Linked DNA regions of Gossypium arboreum: region 1 is linked to region 2. A link is a contact called in public Hi-C data. All regions are on one chromosome and are shown on one strand. The core of a region is the stretch at or near the end of the contact, and the rest is flanking DNA. Distances in the headings are between cores, read along the strand shown.

Region 1 (5,494 bases), core at 2,564-5,063, 140 kb after region 2:
TGATCTCCTAACCTTATTGCAAAAAATAGGCCCACCACCGGTACCCCAACAACTTTCAGCCACCAACCCTCTCTAAATTTCTTTTTAAAAAGCTAAAATAAAATAAATAAAATATCAGCCAATAAAATTTCAACCTCAACGGAAAAACATAAAAAAAATCAACCAATAAAAGAATTACACTTCTTTACTACTGACTAGTATCGTAGTAGGTCTAGGCGTCTCTTAAGGCGCGTGGGATACCCAAAAGCAGCCAGTTTTGCCTAATTTTGTTGAACCTAAGTTTTATGTTTTTTACCAAGAATTTTGTTTTTATATTGTTTCGTTATATTAGATTTATAAAAATAATCTTAAAATATACTTTTATATTTTTTGTATTTTTATACTTGAAATTTAGTTTATTTATTTATTTATTTTATTTTGAGGAATTTAATTATTTTAATTTTAAAATTTTAAAGTTCATATTTAATTGTTAAAACCGTTAAAATTATGTACTATTAAACTTGTTGATATGAGAGAAATATACTTAATAGTCATTTATGTAATAAAAAAATGACGTTATAATAAATTTTAATTTAATAAAAATTTAATGATGACAACAATTAAACTTTCATTTTAATTAAAAATAAAAGAATAAAATAAAAATAGAATTAAACTTTAAAATGCACACAAAATATTTGTATATAAATTGGAAGTAAATTATTTAGATCTAGTACACATACATTGTAAGTAAAAGAAATGAAAAAATATATAATATAATATTTTATATTATTTTGAATAATTTTAGATAAAATTAAATATAATAATTTAAATATTTCTTTTTATTAAAAAAAGTAAATAGATTAAAATTATTTACATATATAATAGGAGGAAGCAAAAAAAAAAAATTATTAGGGTCAGAATTGAACTATAAATTTTTATGAAGTTAAAGTGTAATATTATCTTGTATTGACTTATAATTCCATGAATTTTTAAAGGGCTAAATAGATATCTTTTTATTTTAAGGAGCAAAGTATAATTTTACCAAATTTATCAATAATATAGAGACTAAGAGGACAAATTTTCCATTGGGTCTATATATAATTAACGAGGATTTTATTTTAATTACTGATTAAAAATATATTTTTAGTGTAATGAAGGGTGTCAACTATAGTGAAAACTTTTAAAATGAGAACTATGAGAACCAAAATGATCTTAGTTAGAGCTGATCATGGGCCGGGCCACCAGACTAGGCCCGAAGGCCGGCCCAAAAAATGGGAGGGCTTGGGAAAAAATACAGGCCCGAAAAATGGGTTTGGACAAAAAAACGAGGCCCGTTTAGAAAACGGGTAGAGCCTCGGGCAAGATTTTTTTTGCTCAGGCCTGGCCCGACCTAAATTATATAATAATTTATATAATATTTTATTTTTAATCATTTTAAATTTTTAATATAACCACTTTTTATTATATTTTCAATTTGTGTATTGTTTTAAGAATTGTTTTAATATCATTTTTTATTTATTTTAATATTTATTTTCATGTTTTTAAATGTATTTGATTTATTATATTTAAAATTTTTTATTTAATAAAATAAGCTAAAAAATTTTGATATGGGCCGGGCCAAGTCGAGCTCAGGCTTAGCAATTTTATTTTGGGCCAGACTTGGACAATTTTTAAGCCTATATTTTGAGCTGAGTTGGACCTGAGCCTAGAAAATGGGCCTAAAATTTTGTTTGGGCCTGGCCTGGCCCATGATCAGCTCTAATCTTAGTCATTAGATCAAAATAAATGATTCTAAGCCTTAAATTTTGTAATTTATCTTACCTTATTAAAATAAAACCTAACAACACTTAATATTTCCATTCTCTTTTTCTCTTCATGAGTAATTAAAGTCTTGGATGAAGAAATTTGGATACTTTTTACTTTAAAATTTAGTTTTTCTTGGAGAAAAAATGGAAAGGAAAACAAGAGATCAAGGCTATTAAGATTAATAAATTTGGGTATTAAGTTTTTGTTTATTTATTGAAAAACTACATGTTAAAAAGAAAAACGAAGGGAAAGATTGAGCATTGTTGGTTTTATTTTAATAAAGTAAGATAAATATAAAATCTAAAATTTAGAGCCATTTATTTTGATTTAATAATTAAAATCATTTTGATTATTATAATTAGAGATATTTAAAATTTTAAGTTTAAGTTTCAACATGTATAATTATTATTTATATATATATATATTTATACTGAATTTAAATTTCATGTAAGTTTTATTTCTACATATATTCTAATTACTAATTAAAAAAATCTTATCCACATTTCATCAATCATTTAGTATACAGAAAGTAAAAGAAAAAAAGAAAGGAAGTGTGAGCCCACGAGAATATGTGACTCCTATTTTTATACACTTTAGAATAAAACCATTAAACAAAAATGATTTTTATGTGGTATGGATTTTACTTAATCTATCAATTTAATAGATTTAATTAAATATTAAAATATAACAAGTATTTGATAATAAATATCTTTAATTTACTGAAACTGAATTTACTATAAAATTAAGAATAAAATTCCTTAAATTTTATAATATTTTATCTGAAAATATTTAAAGATTAAACTCGATATTCATATTAATAAAAGATTTAATAACACTTTTTTAACACATGGCGTAATTCAATACAACATTTTGTTTTTATAATTGGAGGTGAGGAGTGGGGTTACTTAAGATCAAACCTAAGCTTTTACGACTACAACATAATACTTTTGTTATTAGGTAAAGAGGTGAGTATATGGTCGGATTAAGTTAAACCAAATGAAAAATTTCAAGTTAGTCAAATTGACGAGTTTTATTTAATCATTCTAACTTGATTATAAACTTTTCTTAATCAAGTTAAATCGAATAAATTTGTTTAAGTTAAATTCAAAAATTAAACCGACCATAAATCTTCTTGGTAATATTATTAGATTCCAACTTAAAGATCATGTATACCATATATATTTAAAACTCTTTTAAAATAAATTAAGAGAAAAAAAGATAATTAATATGATAAGCTTGATTTGACAATTTACTTGTTTAAGGCCTCAACATTATCATTTGGGATTTTAAAAAAATATAATTTAGCATTCTTACATATTTTTAAGGTTTTTTAGTAATTTTATTTTTTAATATATATTTATAAATTTTGGAAAAATTATAAATATTTTGAATTTTATAATTATTTTGAGAGAAACTAATTTACTCATTTTCAAAACTATCAAGGTCACAAAAGATATTTACATCAAATTGATATTTAAATTGTAAAATTCAACTCGAATCAAATTTAAAAATAAAATTACTTATTCCAGTTGATTTGAAAAAAAAACTCTATTTAATAAACTTAAACTTCAAAAAACATTTTTCAAATTAAATTAGATTTTGCTTACCGTTAACTCAAATGTGACTCTCATATTATTCTACTATATGTGCCCAACTTTTGATTAAAATTTCAGCATTAACTAAAAATAAAGACAAATTATTAGGTTATTTTAATAATGTTTGAATCAAATAGATTAGTTGAATTTTGGAAAAAATAAAAAATAAATTAATCTACGAGTTAGTACAAATTAATTGAATTAAACTTAAAATAAGTTGAATTCAAAATAGAATCAAAATTTATATGATTTTACCACTATACTCCAACTAAAAACTAAGCTGAAAAATGAAATAAAAAAAATCCAAGTAAGACGAGAATACGTGTTTCGTTGAAAACAATCCCACGCGAAAATCAAGAAAGAGGCGCGCGTAGGCTTTAGTTTACATTTTCCATTTTCATGATAAAAAACTAAAAAAAGAAAATAAAAATCTGGGATTTTTTTGGGGAATTGAAATGGAGCGGCCACCATATTTTTGGCTATAAAAGGGCAGCACCTCCGCTCTCACAAATCGTGCCTCTTCTTCCTCTCTCTCTATATCTAAAGGGTTCTTTAGATTTTCTTACCAGTTCCTTCTATTAAGGTGCTGTTCGGCTCCTCTTTTAACTCATGGCTGCTCTGTTATTATTCAATTTAATTAATTCTAATTAATCATTTAAACTTGCCAAAAATTTGAAGTTGAATCAAATTTTTTCCTTTAAAACATTTAAAGATTTGTGTCTCCCTATGCTGAGATCTACTGTCAATTGTCAGCTTTCCTACTTTCCCTGATGATTTTCTTTCTGGGTTTTCATTAATATGATTTGAACTTCCCATTTATTACTTGGGTTTTGTACAAAACATTACTAAAATTGGACTTTCGATTGAGATCTGCTGATGTGTGCCAGCATTTGAACTATACCCGTCGGTTTTCATTCTGGGTTTCCCTTGATATGGTTTAAAAATTCCATTTTCGAAAAAAAGAAAAAAGAAAAAAGTCTTGCTTAAATCTACTAGAAAGTATAAGCTTTGATCAGCCTCTTTTTTGCTGTCTATCCAACTTGGGTTTTTGGAATCATTAAAGAATTTGTCTATTTTTTTTGGTCAGATCTATTGGTTAGTTTTAGTATTTGATCTGTTTCCTCAGCGTATCTTTCTGTTTTGTCCGTCTTGAAAGCAATTGAATTAGATCCATTCTTTTTGTCATGGAAGTTATAGATCTAGAGACTGTTACCATTAGTTTCTTGCTATAGATCTAAAGCGAAGTAAGCTTTGGATCTATCAGTCCATGCTGCATTGCAGGTTTATCATGGATTTGAGCTTTGATTCTATTGAATTTTCAGTTCAGGGATATAGATAAGACATATAAATTTATAATCTTTTTAGATTTGAATTCTATATAATAAAGCTGAATTTGTCTGTTTATTTTAAATGATTCAGAAAATGGCCTCCCACATTGTTGGATATCCCCGTATGGGACCAAAGAGAGAGCTTAAGTTTGCTTTGGAATCCTTCTGGGATAAGAAGAGCAGTGCCGAGGATTTGCAAAAGGTTGCTGCTGATCTCAGGTCATCCATCTGGAAACAGATGTCTGATGCTGGGATCAAGTACATCCCCAGCAATACTTTCTCTTACTATGACCAGGTGCTCGATGCCACATCCATGCTCGGAGCTGTTCCACCTAGATACGGCTGGAGTGGTGGTGAGATCGGATTTGACACTTACTTCTCCATGGCCAGAGGAAATGCCTCTGTCCCTGCAATGGAAATGACTAAGTGGTTTGACACCAACTAGTAAGTTGCCATCATTGGTCTTCATTACCTTATTGACTGATTGCCGAGTTTTATGATACTAAAACTTAAAGTGTACTCTATTTGTTGTTTCAGCCACTTCATTGTTCCTGAATTGGGACCTGATGTTAACTTCTCTTATGCATCTCACAAGGCAGTGGATGAGTACAAGGAAGCTAAGGCGGTATGTTCCCCGAATCTGTATATATATACACTTGATAACAAAGTGGATTTTGGTTTTTCATGTATTCTAATGCTAATAGCTTAGGAAATTAGAACAGTTAGCCTAGTAGGATTTATAAGTTCAAATGCAGTAAAAAAATGGTTGTCTGAATTTGGGATTAG
Region 2 (4,890 bases), core at 1,433-3,932:
CTCTCTTTTAATATAATTCTTCAAAATTTTCAACTACAAACAATTGTTTTTGCACTTAATTAAGTCTTTAATGTTGAAATATTAACATTTTAATTTTCAAATTTTGAAATTAAAATATTATTAAATTTTTAAATACGTTATAATAACAAAAAAATCTAAATTATAATTTATAAATTAACATAATTTATAAGCATATTACATTTCAAATTAAATAATGTTTTAAACTAATATGAAATACTTTTGAAAATACATAAAATAATTATAAAACAACATCTATAAATTAAAAAATTAAATAGTTTTGAACAAAATATTTTTAAACACATGTTAAAAATGTTAAAATATTTAAAATATTTATTTACATAACGAGCTTTTAAACCGGCGAGAGGAATTAGACAAGGGACCCTATTAATACCTTCTTGTTTTTAATTTATAATGAGGGCCTTTCGACGCTTATGAGGATGGCCTTGAGGGAGGGGTCGATTAAGGGAGCAAAGGAAAAGAAAAGGGGCTCCGTCGGGTTCTCATTTACTGTTTGCTGATGATAGGATATTGTTTGGAGAAGCTAGCGATAGGGGTGCACAAGTTTTGAAATCAATCTTAAGGGAATATGAAAGATGCTCGGGGCAATGCCTCAATTACGATAGTAGCAACACTTCGGAAGAGTCTACGTGAGTTGTTTCCAATATTCTTGGGGGTAGAAATTCAAATAATATGGAAAGATATCTTGGTTTGCCGAATGTTGTGGGGAAAAATAAAAAAAGTTTCTTTTCAGCTTCTAAAGGATCGCATGAGGTAATGGATTGAGAGTTGGAATGGGAGATTCCTTTCTCAAAGAGGTTAGGAAGTGTTTATTAAAGTTGTTTTACAAGCAATACCCACTTACACTATGGCCTGTTCTTTACTTCCAAAGTCTTTGTGTGTGGAATCAGTTAGCATAATGAATCAATTTTGGTGGGAAAAAGGACAAGGGCGAAAATGGTTGGGAACAACTTTGCAATCTTAAGGAGAATGGGGGTATGAGATTCCGTAGTTTATCCAAATTTAATGTTGCGTTATTAGCTAAACAAGGCTGGTGTATTCTTAATTATCCAGATTCATTATTAATGAAAGTTCTAAAGGCTAAGTACATTCCAACTGAGTTAGGACAACTACCTTCATATATCTGGAAGAGTGTATGGGCAGCTAAAGGATTGCTAAAGACTGGGATTTGTTGGAGGGTGGGAACGGGCTAGAATATTTAAATTGCTGCTGATGCGTGGCTCCTTTGATCTGTAAGTTAAAAGGCAAAATCAATTAGGAATGACACTGAACTCAATAAAGTGGTGGATCTTATTGATAAACAAAAGAGAGAATGGAATTTTGACTTAATTTATTCTACCTTCTCTAGAGAAGAGGCAAATAGAATTGTGCGAATTCCCGTAGCAATGGAACCTCATACGGACTTCATGGTATGGAAGGGAGAGGCCTCTGGGGAATTCTCTGTGCGAAGTGCTTACAAATTTTTACATGGCTTTCTTCCTAATTATTTAAAGACTGAGGCTAATTTATTTTACAAAAATTTGTGGGATATTCATATTCCAGGGAAAATTAAAATCCTAATCTGGAAAATTTCTTGGAATTTTATTCATCATTTTGTTAATCTTCGGTGTAAGAGATTGCTATCGGTGGTAGTATGTCCCAAATGTGGAGTAACTGCTGAAAACATTAATTATATCTTCAGAGAATGCCCAATGACGCAAGAAGTTTGGATTAATTTGAATCTGGAATGGGTATTAACGGATTTGATTTTGTTCCACTGGGAGAGACTTACCTGAGTGTTCAAGAATAGTTCCAGCATTCAATGTCGAGTATTTTGTTGCCCTTTGTGGGCGATCTGAAAGGACAAAAACAAAGGATTACACGAGGCAAAGAAAGGTACGGGCCCAGAAGTTGCTACATGGATAAACAGATATATTAAGGAACTGGAGGGGTGTGAGGTTCGGGATTTTACCACGAGGCACAAGTCTATGTGTTGGTGCCCACCAGTTGGTTCCATTGCCTCCAAGCAGTGGTTATGGGAAAACAGATAGGGTTCACATTAGTTATCATCGAATGAGACTCAGTATCAATAAAAAAAAAGTAAATTAGATAAGACTGATAAATCGGTGATTGGGGGTATAATACAGAACATTCAGCAGCAAAAGTAATCTTTTCACCAAATAACCTTTCAACATACATACAGATCTACAAATCTTATGGCTCATAACTTAGCTAAAGAGGCAATGAAAGAAGATTTGCGAGCATACCTGATCAGAAGGGTCCCTGAGCAAGAAACATCGGAGGTGAATTTGTGGAGAAGAAGAGAACCTGACTGAGGGTTGTTCGATAGGTGGTATTTGCGTAGAAAGAAAAAAGGGAAAGTGGGATAGTTGATGGGTTTGGAAATCGCTTTTTTAGGGACTAGAATCGGTGCATTAATTACGGATATGCTAATTGGATTCTAGCTGTGATCAGACTGGAAGTTTATATTAATTTTCTGTTTAGTTTTTTTAATTTGTTTGTTTTGGTGCATGTTTTAAGTTTATTTAATATTATTAATTTAGACACGAATCAGTCTGTAAATTGTAGGGGTAAAAAAAGACTAGTTATTTATATATAAATCCAGGAGACCCAAATCCATAAAACCCGTTTTCAGAACCGGATCCTGGGACAGCTCTCACTATGACCCGAATCAAGATTCGACCCATGGGCCATGCTTGCCGACAAAACCAGTAAAATACCCAACGGAAGATCCATTTGACAAACTTAGGGAGCCCACGGCAATGGCAGCATTCCCCCAAACAATTGCTTGCTTGCTTGCCTGCTGCAACAAGTCATTTAATTTTGACGATTTTCATTTCATCTTTTCTGATGGAAGATTCCAATTTGCCTACGCTTGTTCGACTCAGCATCGGTAAAATTCTCTGCTTTTCAAGTAATCTCTACATAATCTTTCATCAATTCCCAGCCAGTTGCTTAATTTAGTAAAAAGTTAAAAGACTTTTCGATCGGTTCATTAATAAACAAGAAAACCCCAAAATTTTCTCTTAGCTCTTCAGCTTTGATTAATGGTTTAAGTTAAACACCTTTGTTTGATTTTCTGAATTGGGCATTTTCTGAATCAGGAACCTGATGTACGTACATGTGAACTTGCTGCATTTGCTTTTCTGGGTGTCACTTATCTTTTAAGTTTTAGTTGTTTTTGATGTAAAAAGATTGTGGAGTTGAATTTTGTAACTAATTTAGTTTTAGTTTAAATTTAAAGCTATAGCTTCATTTGAATGAAAATTTGATGTGCAGGAGGGAAGAAATTTTGTACTACCATTGATACATTAACTCGGCGTGAGCCAGATTCTATGCTGGCTGCTGTGTTTAGCAGTCGACATACAGTGTATCAGGACTCTGAGAAGGTATATACTGTTCTTTTCCTTTGCGTACACATACCATTATTGTTATGTGGACTTACGAGTAATATTCTGCAGTTTCCTTTGCATTCTTAGGGGATGTATCTTTGTTTTCGTTGGGAAATGTGGCTGAAAAAGAAGTTCAGCCTTTTCTATTTGTTTCTGTTTGGTGCGATATACTTTTTCTAATTTCGGCATAAAGATTTCTGTTTACTTGAAGGATTTGATTTTCACCTTTGCAGTAGTTTAGATACAGGTGTTGTGTATGTTATATTTATCATGCATGATAGGCTTGAAGCTAGTTATATTATTTGTCTAACAAATTATTAAGAATCAGTAAATCGTATTGTATTGTATTCGATTCACGTAATAACAGTTCATATCAGATTTCAGAAAATTTCAAGGTCTTGATGTTACTTTCACTTTCCAGAAAAGACATTGACCACAAAATGCAAGTGGTAATTATAGTTTTTTATTGACTAAACCTTACGTATTATTGCAGGCATTTGATTAGATCATGATAACATACTACTGATAGCACTGAACTTTTGGTTCTTGATAGTTATGTTTCTTTGAGTAGCAATGCAAACTTATTTTGTTTTCCACCAGCACATTATTTATTTACAGTAAACCTCAAAAGGAGGATAAGGGAAATAAGATATATGTGCTTTTCATATCAATTTTTGTGAAGCGACTTTGTTTGAGTGCAGATAGTCATATTCCTCAATACTCTTGCAGGGATATGTCTTTGTTGACAGAGATGGAAAGCATTTCAGGCATATTCTAAACTGGTTAAGGGATGGCGTTGTACCGACATTGACAGATTCTGAATATTCAGAGCTTATACGAGAGGCAGAATATTACCAGCTACTCGTAAGTCATATTGTTATGGGAAACATCAACAGCTATTTGACAGAAACCAAGTTCTTAATTCATATATTTAATGTGCAATTCTAATAATTCTCAATGATTTAAGATCACTGCACTGTTGGGTCACTGAATGCCTTACCAAATACAGTGATCTATATAGATCACAATGGTTTATGCGTTGACCACCCCTTGCCCACTGTCACCTTATAGTTTTGGTCATAGGCCGTTGTTTGAGAGTGGTGCTTGTTATTTGCAGCCCATGGTATGATCTCTTGAAATTTTGTTCAGTGACGGTATTATGTGATATGATTCAGGGATTAATAGAAGGAGTCAGTTCTGTTCTTAATAAGAGGAAGGAAGATGAAAAGTCTCCAGCAGAATTGACGCGTACCGATATCATCAAGTGCATACAGTCTGAACGAGTTAAATTTCGAGGAGTTAACCTTTCTTGCCTTGATCTCTCTAAATTGGTAAATAATTTCTGACCCCAAATTTTTGACAAAATCTTGTGGGAAACTCATATTTTCGAGAAGTAGAATCCTTGTTCGCAGGAAGCGAGACCCGGTCTCATTGGTCTTCTGTTTGTAGCTTTTGTGCA

Evidence for each region. Hi-C and Micro-C count contacts between places; a contact is called where the count stands out from the background.
Region 1: a Hi-C map of leaf shows a contact between it and region 2, with 4 times the contacts expected there. The contact joins the promoter of LOC108463815 here to the promoter of LOC108461877 in region 2. A contact is called at or near these places in 2 of 5 Hi-C or Micro-C datasets (both in leaf).

Annotation. Positions count from the first base shown.
Region 1 is chr13:118,911,408-118,916,901 of ASM2569848v2, forward strand. It overlaps LOC108463815 (5-methyltetrahydropteroyltriglutamate--homocysteine methyltransferase-like), which reads left to right and starts at 3,814. Exons shown (of 12, transcript XM_017763746.2): 1 at 3,814-3,963; 2 at 4,800-5,152; 3 at 5,246-5,333. The coding sequence starts at 4,803.
Region 2 is chr13:118,772,617-118,777,506 of ASM2569848v2, forward strand. It overlaps LOC108461877 (FH protein interacting protein FIP2-like), which reads left to right and starts at 2,683. Exons shown (of 11, transcript XM_017761849.2): 1 at 2,683-2,932; 2 at 3,319-3,428; 3 at 4,161-4,295; 4 at 4,607-4,762. The coding sequence starts at 2,890. LOC108461535 (a long non-coding RNA gene) reads right to left here and starts at 2,499. Exons shown (of 5, transcript XR_001867780.2): 1 at 2,286-2,499; 2 at 1,991-2,038; 3 at 1,811-1,873; 4 at 1,379-1,695; 5 at 1,076-1,269.